Regions from separate parts of the Pan troglodytes genome. Here region 2 is linked to region 1. Evidence: chromatin contacts called from public HiChIP or PLAC-seq data. All regions are on one chromosome and are shown on one strand. Each heading gives the region's core, a stretch centred on a gene start, on an enhancer-like site or on the middle of the called end of the contact. The rest is flanking DNA. Distances are from core to core; before and after follow the strand shown. Region 1 holds the start of FAM184A (family with sequence similarity 184 member A). Region 2 holds the start of MAN1A1 (mannosidase alpha class 1A member 1).

Evidence for each region. HiChIP or PLAC-seq counts read pairs in DNA pulled down with a chosen protein or histone mark.
Region 2: an H3K4me3 HiChIP or PLAC-seq map of stem cell-derived excitatory neurons shows a contact between it and region 1, with 12 times the contacts expected there. The contact joins the promoter of MAN1A1 here to the promoter of FAM184A in region 1. A contact is called at or near these places in 3 of 7 Hi-C or Micro-C datasets (blood, induced pluripotent stem cells and stem cell-derived neural progenitor cells) and 1 of 1 datasets of contacts at active chromatin or transcription factors (stem cell-derived excitatory neurons).

What each region holds. Positions count from the first base shown.
Region 1 is chr5:131,042,557-131,049,846 of NHGRI_mPanTro3-v2.0_pri, forward strand. FAM184A (family with sequence similarity 184 member A) reads right to left here and starts at 3,067. Exons shown (of 16, transcript XM_063813399.1): 1 at 2,984-3,067.
Region 2 is chr5:131,242,753-131,250,042 of NHGRI_mPanTro3-v2.0_pri, forward strand. MAN1A1 (mannosidase alpha class 1A member 1) reads right to left here and starts at 3,633. Exons shown (of 13, transcript XM_518868.8): 1 at 3,414-3,633; 2 at 2,334-3,158. The coding sequence starts at 2,936.

The sequences.
Region 1 (7,290 bases), core at 1,817-4,316:
TGTATTTATAGTTAGGATTACCTTCTATTTATGAGAGGTGATATTGACTTTTCATTTTCAATAGTGATATAATTTCCCTTTCAAAATAAATATAATTAAAAATAAATAAATAAATTTAAAGGAAAACATTGAGGAACTATGTAGGCTGCGTATAGATATGGCCAAAATTAATGACTGAAATTTGGGGAATTCTGTACATTCCACACTGGCCTGCAGTGTGCTCCACATGTTCACACAGAACAAGACTGCTAGAAATGAGAAAAATTATATACCATCTGCTCTTCAGTGCTTTTCCCGATTAACTTACGTGTGTGTGTGTGTGTATGTGTGTGTGTGTGTGTGTGTGTTTATTTGGAGACAGAGGCTCGCTATGTTACCCAGGCTGGAGTGTGGTGACGTGATCACAGCCCACTGCAGCCTTGAACTCCTGGGCTCAAGCGATCCTCCTGCCTCAGCCTTCCAAGTAGCAAGGACTACCAGTATGAGCCACCATGCCTAGCTTAAATCACCCATATTTTCCCATTTCCAGATACTATTCATAATACAGTCAGTTTTGCTACAACTAGGGTTTCGGTGTCACCAATTGGCTGATATGAATTTGACAAATAAGGAATAATGTCAGCATAGTATGGGGGTTGTTGGTCCACATGTATCTTTTCCCAGATGAGAGATGCTGTAAAAATGGGAGTAGAGTTAAAATCACTAGCAGGAAAGGAATAGTCGCCCTCTCCCCTGGTGCACAGATTGGAGCTCTTCCGACTCTCCTTGAATTAAAAAGGAGTGCCTGTACCCAGGGTTTCCTCCCAGAGATGTGCACCCCCAGGCTTGCATTTATAGCTCTTGCCCTTTCCACATGATAGTCACTACATTCCAGAAAAAACCAAATGTAGTTTACTAGCAGGATAGAGCCAGGGCCCTAAACCCTAGTTAGAGGCACTAAGACATCCAGCGGGGGCAGTGGCAGGCTCTGTTTTTTTGTTTTTGTTTTTTTGTCTCCCAGATGCCTACAAAATGTGCCACCCTAACATCAATACCACGAACACAAGCACCACTTCCTCCTCTTTCTCCTGAATCTGAAGTCTCTTCCAAGTTCCTCATCCAGTCATGACTAAGGCAGCAAATAATCAAGTTGCTTCAGCTACATAGTAGTGGCTGGAAGAGGGTTTAGCGTGGGTGCATCCTAGCTGTGGGTCTGAGCGATGATACAACCTGGTATTAATCGCTGGGCTTCCAACTGGTCCTGTCCCCTTGAAGACTTGATTCTAACTGGGGATAGGGTGGGGTGGGTGGGGCCTTTTGCCAATTCCAACTCCTCATTGTTTGCTGACATAAGATGAGGGCTCCCAACCCCCACCACCTCTTGCCAGGCTGATCCTTGCTTGAGTCATAGCAGGGATGACTCAGAGATGATAGACTGAATCTAGAAACAGACCAGACCACATGTAAAAATAGATCTTTGACCCACTCTCTGTACCAGAGAAGGAAACCAACCCCCTTATGTACAATAAATAACCCAGGAAGTCAGCCTGCTCGAACTCAGACTTGTAGGAAGCCAGGCTGCTATCTCTGGTGACAATCCAGGAAGCTGAACAATAACTACTGTAACAATCAGCCAAAAATGGCCAGGACCTGATTAATAACCGACAACTTCCCTAACTTTTGTCACCATTTTAAATTTAGGAACAACCAGAGAAAGCCAAATCTGTACCTACCCCTAACCAATCACACAGTGTGCCCTGCTTCCAGTTAGCCCACCTGCAGCTTCCCCAGGCCAACAGCCTCCCATCAGGGCACACCTCAAGACTTCCCTTTTTTTCCACTCTAAAGCTTTCCCAGTGCTTTGCCTGTGATGGGGTCTCTGACAAAATGCAAGTGATGGTGGCCAACTTCATTGCTATAGCAAGCTCAGAATAAATAGCCTTTGCTTTTTCTCATTTGGTTGGTCTTTGTCTATTTCCATGGAACCTATAACCTGCTTACTGTCAACCCACCCACCCTAGTTCCCTGCCTAGCAATGAAACTCCATACCTCAACTTCTCCTATATGGACAAGATTTCTTCCTCTGCTGGGAAGAAGATCGTGGCCAGGAGAGTGTCAGCAGAAGCAGTTTCCTGGGAAAGAGCCCAGGCAGGGCTTGGCTGGACTTCTGGTGGTCTCCTGAGTGAGGTGCATGGAATGCCTGTCTTCTTCTAAGAGCCAGTGACCAGGGAAGACTGTAACTGGGTTTTAGCTCCAGTTGCTATTTTATTTCCCAGTCCCACCTACCCCACGAGAGCTGGAGCCTAGCCACATTCTTCTCAGTGATGAAAGTGTTGCATATGAACCCAAGCCCACTAGCATGGCCCTAACCCCCACTGGGTAAATGTCCTCTCTGCCAGCTGCCTGTCCCCACGGCCAAGTCCAACTGTCTGGATTCTCTTTGTCCCGCCCCTGCTCTGTCTGCAGGGAGCCTCTCAGCTCTTTCTTTCTTAACCCCTTCCCCAGCACACTATTGCTGCCTGCATCAGATGTGTGACTAGCCAGCACTGTTCTACAAGCCTCCCAGCACCATGAAACTGGAATCATTCAGTCATCCTGCCAGGCTTAGATCCAGCAGAATTTTTGAACAGATTGAGAAGTGGCCACATGATGGCACTATAAACCTAGCAATGCCCTCAGAAAGTTGGCAAACTGCAAAGCTCCAGGGAGTCAGGATCTGTATTTTTTTTTTTTTTAATGAATGTCAGAAAAGTGAAAACTGGTAATGGTCAATAGCCCCCAGAAAATCTTGATCTTATTTTGCTAAGGATTCTTCCTGATCAATGGCCATTTGTTTTTGACACTTGCCAAACATTAGCTATCCCTCTTCAGCACGCATCCCACCGCCCAATGCTGTCTTCGCTTTGTACTCAACGCATGCACATTTCTGTTCTAAATAGTCTGCCGGTTGCTATGAACACAAAAATAGACACACAAAGATTTAAGAAAGATGGAAATGTCTTACCTAAGCATGAGTGAAATGATTTCTTCTTTTGTTTTGGTCCATCATTATGCTAAATAAACGGAAGCCTTTTCCCTCTTCACACGCAGAGCTGAGCCAATCACAGGCACAAATGAAAATTGCCTATCTCTAGAAACAAATCCCTTGGCCGTCCTGGTTGATTAGTCATTACACATTTACATAGCACAGAAAAGGTTGCCCAGGTAATCATACAAACATTTGATATTTTCCCATGCCTTCTCTTGGCTGATCCAAATTCTTTGGAATTGAGATTTGTTTTGTGTACCCTTTTAAAAATGAGCACTGTGAGATTTACTCAGACCTCTGATTTTTTCATGTGAGTGAATCATAGCCTGGTATGCCCTGAGCTTTGCATGAAAGGCAGCACAGCACAGTGGAGAAAATACATCTTCAGGCTCAAGTGGTGATGGGTAGTGGCCGGGGGCAACCTGAGTCCTGGCTCAACTCTTTCTTGCTTTCTTGGCCAGCTGCTCTCTACTTCTTTGACTTTCAATTTGCTTATCTGTGAACTGGGATAAAGAGTACTGAACTTCTAAATTTGTTTAGGGGACTAAATGAGATAATGTAATGTATGTAATAGGTGTTCAACCAAGGGTAGCTAGTATTCTTCTGAGTAGAGTGGATGACTCCAGTGTGTAACCTATGGCCAAGCAACTGAAAGGTGGAGAAAGTTCCTCATGCTCTTTTGGAAATCTCATGTGGTGATTAAGAGCAGGTTTTTTGCATCAAACTGTCTGCATCCATACCCTAGTTCTACTATCTGTGTAGTAGATGCAATAGAAAAGCATAAGCAAAGCTTTCTAAGTCTCACCGTCTTGGTTTGTAATGTCAGTAATCATAGCCCCTGCCTCATGATGCTGGTGTGAGCCTGAATGAGACAATGCATGTGTTAGGGGTTGGTTTGTGTCCCAGAAAACGTGTTGAAGTCCAAACACCCAGTACCTGTAGGGTGACCTTATTTAGAAATAGAGTCTTTGCAGATGATCAAGTTAACATGAAGTCATTAGAGTGAGCCCTAGTTGAGTGCAACTAATGTGCTTATAGAAACAGGAAATTTGGACACAGAGGTGCCCACACAAGGAGAACACTGTGAAGATGAAGGCACAGATCAGGATGAGGCATCTGTAAGCTAACAAATGCCCAAAATTGCCAACAAACGATAAGATGCTAGGAGAGAGGTATGGAACAGGTTCTCCCCGACAGCCCTCAGAAGGAACCAGCACTACTGACACATTGATCTTGGACTTCTAGCCTCCAGAACCGTGAGACAATACATTTCTGTTGTTTAAGCTCCCAGTTGGTGGTGCTTTGTTATGGCAGCCCTAGCAAACTAATATAGCATGGATGTATGTGACCCAGGGCATGCCTCCTAGTAAGCAGCCAGTAAATGTTCGACACTATTGCTGTTGATGTGGCTAGTGGGATCTCCACTTTATCTTTTTTATTTATTTATTTTTTTTGAGATGGAGTCTTGCTCTGTCACCATGCTGAAGTACAGTGGCATGATCTTGGCTCACTGCAACCTCTGCCTCCCAGGTTCAAGCGATTCTCCTGCCTCAGCCTCCAGAGTAGCTGGGAATATAGGCGCACACCACCATGCTCAGCTAATTTTTGTATTTTTAGTCGAGACGGGGTTTCACCATGTTGGCCAGGATGGTCTCAATCTCTTGACCTTGTGATACGTCCACCTCAGCCTCCCAAAGTGCTGGGATTACAGGCGTGAGCCACTGCGCCCGGCCACCACTTTTTCTAACCAGTAGCTTCACACAGGAATATTCCCAGCTGGTTTCTCCTACCTGTTACTAGAACCCACTTTTCACTGTGATGCTTAAACGTGTGCAGAAAAGAAAAGAATATCCAAAAGCAGATTTCGATCAAGCTGTTGTTTAGATTTTTGGACCATTTAAATACCTTGAGCAGAGATTATTAAATAGAAAGGCCAGTGTATAAAGAATGGTTTTATACAAGGTGAGGGTAGAACCAGACAACACTCATGATTACATTGCGAGGCGTTTTGGCAGATGTCAGATCCATGGCTAACACAAGACAAACCAGCAGTACCGAGTGTGGGGACGTGGATTCCTGATTTGCTGTTCACGCATCTCTGGGGAGGGGAAGTTCACCTCATGAAAGGCACATGATTCATAGCAGGGCTCCTTGGTGGCTGCTTTTTTTTTAACACTTGTTCTGCAGCAGCACAAAGGAAACAGTTTTATTCTTTAATTACTTGATATGAACTGTCTCGCTGATGACAACTGTGCAGAAGTCTTGCAGAACCTATCTGGCCTGTAACTTGAGTTTGGATCTTGGCATCCTAACTGTCTGTAAGCCATCAGAGTCTCTAAAACCACCTACACAGCAGAGAAGCCTGTACAGCTCCTGACTCATAGAAGGGTTCAATAATAAGTATTCGGTGTTAGAATAAATGAGCTGTGGACCAGGCGCCGTGGCTCACGCCTGTAATCCCAGCACTTTGGGAGGCTGAGGCGGGTGGATTGCCTGAGCTCAGGAGTTGGAGACCAGCCTGGGCCACGTGGGGAAACCCCATCTCTACTAAAATACAAAAAAAAAAAAAAAAAAAAAAGATTAGCTGGGTGTGGTGGCGCATGCCTGTAATCCCAGCTACTGAGGAGGCTGAGGCAGGAGAATTGCTGGAACCCAGAAGGCAAATGTTGCAGTGAGCTGAGATAGTGCCACTGCACTCCAGCTTGGGCAACAAGAGTGAGACTCCATCTCCAAAAAAAAAAAAAAAAAAAAAAAAAGCTGCAAAAATAAATACATATTTTACTAATACTTGATTCTGGGACATAAAGATCATTAGGACAGCTTTATAGGAAAATATGCTTTTAAAGTTTGAGGTAGGAAGCCTTGGTGGTCTTTTTTTTCTGGAGAAATTAAAATTTCAAGCATTTCATTCCTCTCATACATGCTGTGTACAAACCATCCCTAGAAATGAACTGTCTGGAGTATTTTATTTCTTAATTAATCCAGTTTTGCTATTTGGTATAAATAGGATGATGTTCAGGCTGAATGAAAGAACAGGAAAGTTTAGGGGATACAATTCAAGGAGGAGTTTCAACTCCCTCCACATCTGCTGCTCTATTTTGCTTTAAATTAGATTTTAAAATTAATTTAATTTTTCATTTGAAACTGCTGCGCTCTCCCCCATCTCTCTTTCTTTTCTTCCAGTAACTGGTCCTCCTCTCTGTGGCCCTGGTACTTCCCAGAGCAAACACTGCATCATCTGACAGTTCTTTTTCCATCTTTTTTTTTTTCATTACTTAGCCAGACTGGTAATTTATTAGTAAGAAGAAGATGGTATCAGCTGACAGGACTAGGCTTATGGGCATATGAGAAAGACAAAGATCTCTCTCGCCAATTATAGAAATTCCAAGTTCTGATCCACTTCTTTCTAGCAAGCACCACCCTCTTTTAACATGAAAAGACTCAAAACGCAACAGTACATAATTTGACACGTCACCTTAACTTCTGCATCTGGAAAACTGAGACACAACATGGGATACCTATTTCACGGAGCTACTGTTGGAAATCATATTTTCAAGTATTTATTAATTCTCAGCTTCCCACCAAAGTTTTGATCTTCTGACCACAGACATCATACAAGAAAAGAATATAAGATAAAATAAAGGAATCAGGAACAACAAAATTACTCATAATAGTAGAGAGTCTAAAAAGTCAAAACTAAGGAAAAATATGTTCAGATGTTGGAGAGGGGTGGGCCACATAGTTTTGGCAAATAAGCTTTAAATATGACTCTGAGATCCTTGAAAGTTCAATGTTGTCACAGTGATGTCTGTGGTCAGCAGATCAAAACTTTGGTGGAAAGCTGAGAATTAATAAATACATGAAGATATGATTTTCGGTTTTGTGGTTTTTCATGATCAGAGAGAAGTTTAAGTCTTTTTTTTTTCTTTCTTTTTTTGAGTTGGAGTTTCACTCTTGCTGACCAGGCTGGAGTGCCATGGCACAATCTCGGTTCACTGCAAACTCCACCTCCCGGGTTCAAGCGATTCTCCTGCCTCAGCCTCCCGAATAGCTGGGATTACAGGCATGCACCACCACGCCCAGCTAATTTTTGTATTTTTAGTAGAGACGGGGTTTCAACATGTTGGTCAGGCTGGTCTTGAACTCCTGACCTCAGGTGATTCACCCACCTCAGTTTCCCAAAGTGCTGGGATTACAGGTGTGAGCCACTGCACCTGGCCAAGAAGTGTAGGTCTTCTAAGAGATGATGTGTGGCACTTGAATGTCCTTAGCCCCATCAGCAC
Region 2 (7,290 bases), core at 2,383-4,882, 200 kb after region 1:
ATGGTAAAGAAAAAAACTAAGGCAAAGATCTACTGGTTGATAACAAAATGTCCACAGTGGTGCCTGAAACTGAATCCAAATATGTAAAGTTAAAGTCCAGTGCCCTATTTACAATGGGCAACCACTCTTGCCTCTCTAAAGCCAAATATTTACAGCACAGTTTTTAGAACAGCATCATAATTTCTTTTTTTTTTCTTTTGGTTTACAAAGGAATATATCTGCCTGAACTAATCTGATGGAAAATCATAATCCATTTCTTCCCATTAGCCTTTGACTAAACGCTAAAGCTAATTATGCTGGCTCTTTTGGGTTCTCACAGCAACAAGGAATTTTAAAGAACACATTTAGTTCCACTACTTTATGCAAGACTGAGCGGTTTCAAAACATCTAGGTGCTAAGATGTTAGACAGAGACTACGTAAATCTCGTTTACACGGTTAATTAAGACCTTGTGATTTAGGCATACAGACAACATAGATCTACTGGATGGATATGCACACTGTTAATATGCTGTCCTGAGTCTGAGACTGCTACTGCCCCACTGGTTCTGCTCTGAATGCACTTGTAATCACCGTTGGTCAGTACCAACAGCTTAACATCTATGTATCTTTCGTATTAAAATCTTTTCCTCGGACAACTGTGATTTTTGTACTAGCTAACTGGCAGCTCGTATGACTTTGGAGGCATGAAATGTATGAATTACACCGTTCAAATTTAACAGAAACACAGGCAGATACAGATCATTTGGGTTAATTTCCTATGGTTTTGGTTGGATATTATTAAGGAGTCTGGGAGGATTTGGTAAGAGGTAGAGCTTTGTTCCACCTTCCTGATTTGGTAGCACAGGCAGGATTTCATGGAGAAAGGAAACTGCTAGACAGTTGTTCTGGAAAGTAGAATCCATTCCCCCAAGTATGGGAGGGTTCTGTCCCTGAGGAGGGGTCTCAGAAAAGCAGATATGCTGATGGACTGTGGAAGGAAGCTATCTGCATAGGAAGGATGAAGGCATTCTTCCTAAACTGAAAGGGATCCAAGTCCACTTTAACTTGATCAATTACAGCTTAACCAAATTCAGCTGATCTTATAATACAAAGTCACAAATCCCATGACAATCCTGCTGCCTTCATTCTGCAGCCACTTAAGCTAAACACCTCTCAACCACCTCAAAAATCTGTTTACTCTCTGAAAATGGGATCAGGGACTTCCTCTCCTGATTACCTACCCAATATGAAAATACAATATTTATTTTCACAGATCGTATTATTTTTTAAATGGCAAAAATATTACTTCCATTCATATTTTAGAAAATTGAACCAAGATTTGGAATGACATGCTTTTAATGTGGTTCCTACAGCTTTTCTATGTAAAACGCAGGCTGGCACCGTTTCACACAGGGAAGTAGCTCAGAGAGGAGGCATGTCCACAGACCGCGTGGTGACAGGTGACTGGGGGAAGTTCGGACCTCGGGCTTCAAGTCCTGACTCATCACTAACGGGTTCTAGAGCTCTGGGCCCTTCGATTTTCATCTTGAAAATGACAGCCTGAAAGGACTTTTTACGGCCCCTTTCAGCTTTAAGCTGGTCCTGACCTAATCACATGTTTCAAGTTCTAACTGAAAATTACGAGAAGGAAATTAGGAAAGATGTATCAAAGTCCATGTTTATCCTGGATTAAGTTTGTCACCATTGTGCTGCTGTGGAGGCAAACCTGTTGCATCACATGGAATACCCTATTTCTGGCTGTGCATTAGAAATACAAGAGGCAGCCGACTGGCTTTTTATATTTTCATTTTTTAAAAAAGTAAACAATAGTATCCCTCGATGATGGGAAGTTCTCAGGTTTCACCTTTATAGTCTGAAAGTACACACAGAATGCCACCTGGCAGACAAGGGCCACACAGCTGAACCCGGGGTATGCTGGCTAGCTTTACCACGCGTGAAGACTCACTTTAAAGCCACGTCCCCAATCCTTACCAGGGGGCTGATCAGTGCCGTCGCTGTTACTGGTGGGGCGATTAACCGTGTAGCGGCCAGAGAATGAGGTTTGTGTATTACCTGCCCATGTATTTATACCCACCTCGTGTGGCTTGTGGTCACCAGAGCAAGAGCATGCAAATTAAAAGCAACGAGATTTGACCTTAGATCTTACTGGACACATCTACTACTATATTGGAAACAGGAAAAGAAAGAGCTTTTGACACAGCACCTGGTGGAAGGGGCAAACCTCCATCTCCCCATACATTGCATTGTTGCAGTCTTCAGAGTTTCAAAGGCTTGCCGTTTCTCCCTGAAAAACACGGCCGGTCGGCAGGGATTTCTGGCGCGGCCCACTCACCTCTTTGATCTTTGCCCTTTTCTCGCGGATGGCGGCGTCGGCGGGCTCCCGGCTCTCCACCCCGATTGGGGGCACGAAGTCCACCGGGGGCAGGCCTCTGAACGGCGCCTTGTCACGCAGCTGGTCCCGGGCCACCTTCTTCTTCTCCAGTAGGATGTCTCTTTGGATCTCCTCGGGCAGCTTCTGCAGGGTCTCCTTGGCTTCCCTGAGAGCCCGCTCGTGGTTTTCGCGGATCCTGGCCAAGTTGTCCTCCAGGGCGGCCTCCGGGTCCCCGGGTGCCCCCTCCTCGCGGCGCCGGGCTCGCCCCTCGGCCGCGTCCTCGGCGCGCGCCCCGGGCCCGGGCTTGTGGTCGGCGTCCGGCTGCAAGGCGGGGCTGGAGTGGAACAGGACCCCGCTGAGCAGCTTGGAGGAGTCTGGCAGGAAGAAGATCGCCCCGAAGCAGAGCGTGATGAAGGCGCTGAATACCAGCAGCAGCACGAACTTCTCCGTCAGGCGGAGGGCGGCGGGGCCCGACCCCTTCCTGCCACCGCCGCCGCCGAGCCCCCCGCCCAGGCCGCCGCCCGCGGGGCTGCTGAAGAGCGGCAACAGGCCCCCCACGGGCATCGCTCCCGCCGTCCAGTGGTCCGGCGCCGCGCCGCTCAGCAGCCAAACTTCGCCGCCGCTGGGAGTCCGCGGCTGCGGGGCTGGGTCCTGCGTAGCCAGGCCGCCCGACCCCCTCGGCTGGGCTGCGGATCCTCCCTGGGGGAACAACTCCGCGCCGGGTCTTCTCCCCGGGGCGGCTCCTCGGGCACACAGGCACGCGCGACAGACCGCTGGCTGCAGCCCCTGCGGGGAGAGAAACAGTAAAACGTAGTAATTACGGCGATGATAAAGTTTCCAGCGGGTCTCCGCCCTCCGACTCCTGGCGAGCCTCCAGGACCGCTCCCCTTGAGCAGAGTCCTGTCCAGCTCCGGGCACCGCCCTCGCAGCCCACTCTTTGGACTTGGGGTGAAGTTTTCAGGTCCCATGGGTAGGGGAGGGGTGTCCCGCGCAGGAGGGGGGCAGGGCAGCGCGCGAGAACCTCGGGGAGGGGCAGCGCACCTCTGGGCAGGAGGGGCGCAGCGTGGGCGGGAGACTCGTCAACTTCGCCCGCTCCCCATCTCCGCGCTGAGACTGCTGCTTCTTTCCTAGGCTGGGCTGAGCGCGCTGTCCCGCGGTCCCGCAGCCCCGGCGCGGCTCAGGTGGGCGAGCGCGCCGACCTGCGGGCGAATGGCAGCGAGTAGAGCAGCACGGTACCCTCCGCCGAGGCCCCGCGAGCACTAATCTCACTGCCGGTCTTGGGGCGGTAGAAAGCGAGGGAGGCGACGCGGCCGGAGAGTGACGGCGCGGCCGGGCCAATCACGCGCCGCCCAGGGTCCCGCGGGGGCGGGGCCGAGGCGAGGAGGGGGATGCGCGGGGCGGGGAGTTTACGGGAAGCGCAGCCTCGGCGGGGCCCGGCCGGCGGCGGGGAGGTCGCGGGGCCGGGAGGCGCGAGGTAGGCGGGAGCCGCGGTGAGGAGGACGGTCGAACCCGTGGCTGAGGCCCAGCGCCGAGAAGCGGCAGGCAGAGTTCGGGGTCGGGGAGTTTATCCTGCGCTGGCCTCGGCAGGGGTCCCCGGGGTGGTTGATCCTCGACTGGCCCGGGAGGCGCCTGGGTCCGCGCGGGACCTCTCTGCCTCCTCCTCCGACCCGTGCGGGGCGGTCGGGGGCGCTCCCGAGGGGGTCCCGGGAAAGGCGGGGTCTGGCAGGGGGTCCTGGGCGCTGGGTCGTTCAGAAGCACGGCTTTACTCCAGTTACCCTCTTTTTATCCAAGGCCGGGGTTCCCCGGGTGCCTGGTAGCAGTGAAACCCCAAGTCCCTCGGTTAGGGGAGCCGTGACCCTGGGAGCTTTTGAGCTCTCTGGTATAACATCCTTTTACATCCTAAGAGATACAGTTCTGTGCTTGCTTAGGACTTTTTTCGTATGCGCCCTTTCTTCCCCCAAAAAACAAAAAACCGAAAAAACTTGTATGTCTCTCCCGCCCACCCCTACTTTCACTATTCATTTACCTCATAGAAGTTGGTCAAATTTTCCATTCGAAGACGAGTTTTATGCTGCGGTAGCTTCAAGCAATAAGTCGAACACTGTGTTGAAATTAAGTCTTGGATCCGACTACTTCCAGCGAAGTGAGGAGTTGGTCCAATAGAAATTATTTTCCAAAATGTGTTGTAATTCCCCTGTTGCTCCACAAATAAGGGGTTATCAGAGAGGAAAACGTTGACTGACTTCGCATTTCTGAAAGCTGGTTTGTAGTCGCCTTATTTCATCCTTACCCTTCTCTGGAAATGTGACATTAGTTCTGTTTGTGCTTAAGACAAAGGAAACAGCTGGCACCTTTCGGGAAGGTGGCTCCAGTACAGTTGTTTCCAGGTGTTAAGCTGTATGAGAAAGTAGAAAAGTAATCAGAAATCCTTACTAGTTTTCATTTAATTATTTAATTATTAATTTTAACCATCATTATTTGTCGTCTACTTGTTTTGTGTAAAATGAGTCATACACTCAAAGTTCTTGTTAATAGGAAATTATTGTTTGATAAAGCTGGCTTTATGGCTTGGTTATTTTGATACCTGCTATGAAATTCTATGTCCAGAAGAGTGCAGCATATCCAAGCAGGGTAATAAGTTCAGAAGGACTGAAAAAGAAAACAAGGATGATTTTTCTTTAATGATGGAAAGGCAATTTTTATTTCAAACGATTATGCATTTGTAGGTTGTGCATAGGCTGAAAGGTTTGAATCACTGTGAAATAATGTTTCTAACAACATCCTTAAAACTGAGTTACCTCTTGAATGGATAGATAAATAGGAACTGGGTTAACTACCCCAAACGCTAATCTCTTTATGATCATCCTTTTTTGGAATGATTTATTAGTTTAAAAATTATGTTTTAAGAATGGAATTATAGCCCCAGAAATATTTAGAAGCTTTATTTCAAATTAATGTTATTAAGTATTCCAGCAAAACAATAAATTCCACTTTCAAGTATATGTTAAAATGGTGATAAATAAAAGTTATAACTTAATTCTATTTCTGACACTTTAATTTTGATACCAAATCAGTTTGGGCATTTAACTTCTGTAGTGGAAATATTAAAAATTTAGTACGTGGGTTTAAGGATTTTTTTCCCCTAAAAACTTTAAATTTATCTATGTTGTTTCTAAATCTTTTAAAGTAACTATTCTTTTTAAGTTCATCATGAAGCTTATTTTAAGATTTTTTTCTTATTTTCCGTATTTCTTAAATGACAGGGTTATACTTGCAGCCTGGCTTTGATAATATGTTAAACAAGAAGTTAACATGGGTGGTTGATTATAGGTACATATTAAAGGGTGTCTGTGTACATTAGGTGGGATAAGAACTATATGGGAACACCAATATTTGGGCCAGAGCAAATTTGAAAAATTCACAAAGAAGGTATCTGAAGAGGCATAGCAATCGAATTATGCATCCTCTTTAAAATAATCACATGAAGCCCTGTGTGCTCATGGTAAGGGAGGAGTAGAAAATAGTCAACAAGTAAAATTGTGCATTTTGTAGAAGCAAAATCGGACACTTTCCTCTGATTTCAGTACTACAAAGCACTTGACATTCTGCCATTGAAAAAAGTACTTTGTACCCTGAGATAAAATAAAGGTGATTGGTTCTTGTCCTCCAAGTAATGAAACCTTGACTTTGTCCCCTAAGTCAAGACTCCCTAGCCACATCTACCTGAAGGTAATGTCACCATCTTTATGAATGCAATGATAGTGCTGAAATTGCTGTTTCTCATTATGGATGGTCTAATGTAAACCTAAGAACCTTAGTAATTTTGTGGGATTTTTAAAAAAATACTTGCTATGTTTTTTTATTTGGCCAGCCAGTCCTTTTGAAGTATAACTCTCTTGTAATTTTTGCAGATTTGCTTGCAAACTTAATTCTTACATTTTCCTTTTTCAATACTTAATGTTTGTGTGTATTTCTTTGATAATTTGTAAATTTTTGTGTTTCAAGATTATATCTTTGAATCAAATAATTTTTTAAAAACCTGATCATCAGTGATACCACAAAACACTACAAAGAAATCCCCAAATAAATGTTGTTGCTTAGATTTTTCTACTTTCAAGAGAAATTACCAAAAGGTAGATTTAATTTTTACATTAACATGCCTAAAATGAAATATAGTAATAATTATGAGCAGAGTTACAGAGGAAAAATTGGCAATATTTTTATAAAACTGATAAATTTATATTTTTATAAAATTATAAGTTCTCAAAAATTGAAGTGTAAGAACATTTCTTAGGAAGTTTCTAGGCAGTACTAGTTAGAAGTTTGTGGAAGAATCCTTTTGAGGATTTTTGTTCTCTCACTTTAAATAAAACTTAATCTAGTAAAAGAAATGAATTTAATCTACATGTATAGTAAATAATGACTGAAATTCTTCAACAAGTTAGATTTCTGATAAAATCTTTTAATGGGAGATTTTCTAGGTCACAATAGGTCTTTGCTCTTATTTTTTAAAAAATCCAAATGTAATACGTAAAAAATGATTCATTGTGAATATTAATCTTGAAGTTTCAATACTTCAGTGGGCACTCTCAATTTTACATGAGATATATTAAGGTGGAAATTAACCAGAGTTTTAAAGGAAACTATCAGTGTTATTTGTATGCAAATTGGAGTCTACTGTTATATTTCTGATTCCATGTTTTTGCTCTTCCTCAATTTACTTTGGAACTGCCTGAGTGGCAGATTATTTTTATAGAATTCCAATCACATTTTTTTGAGGGGGCGTGGGTGCCAGGGGCGGTGAGGGCAGGAGCCCTCTGTTCCTGCAGGCTCCTGTTGAAAGATACGGTTTTGTTTTGAACACATTTCATAAATATTAACTGTCCCCAACTTAAAAACATTGTGTCCTGCAAGTATT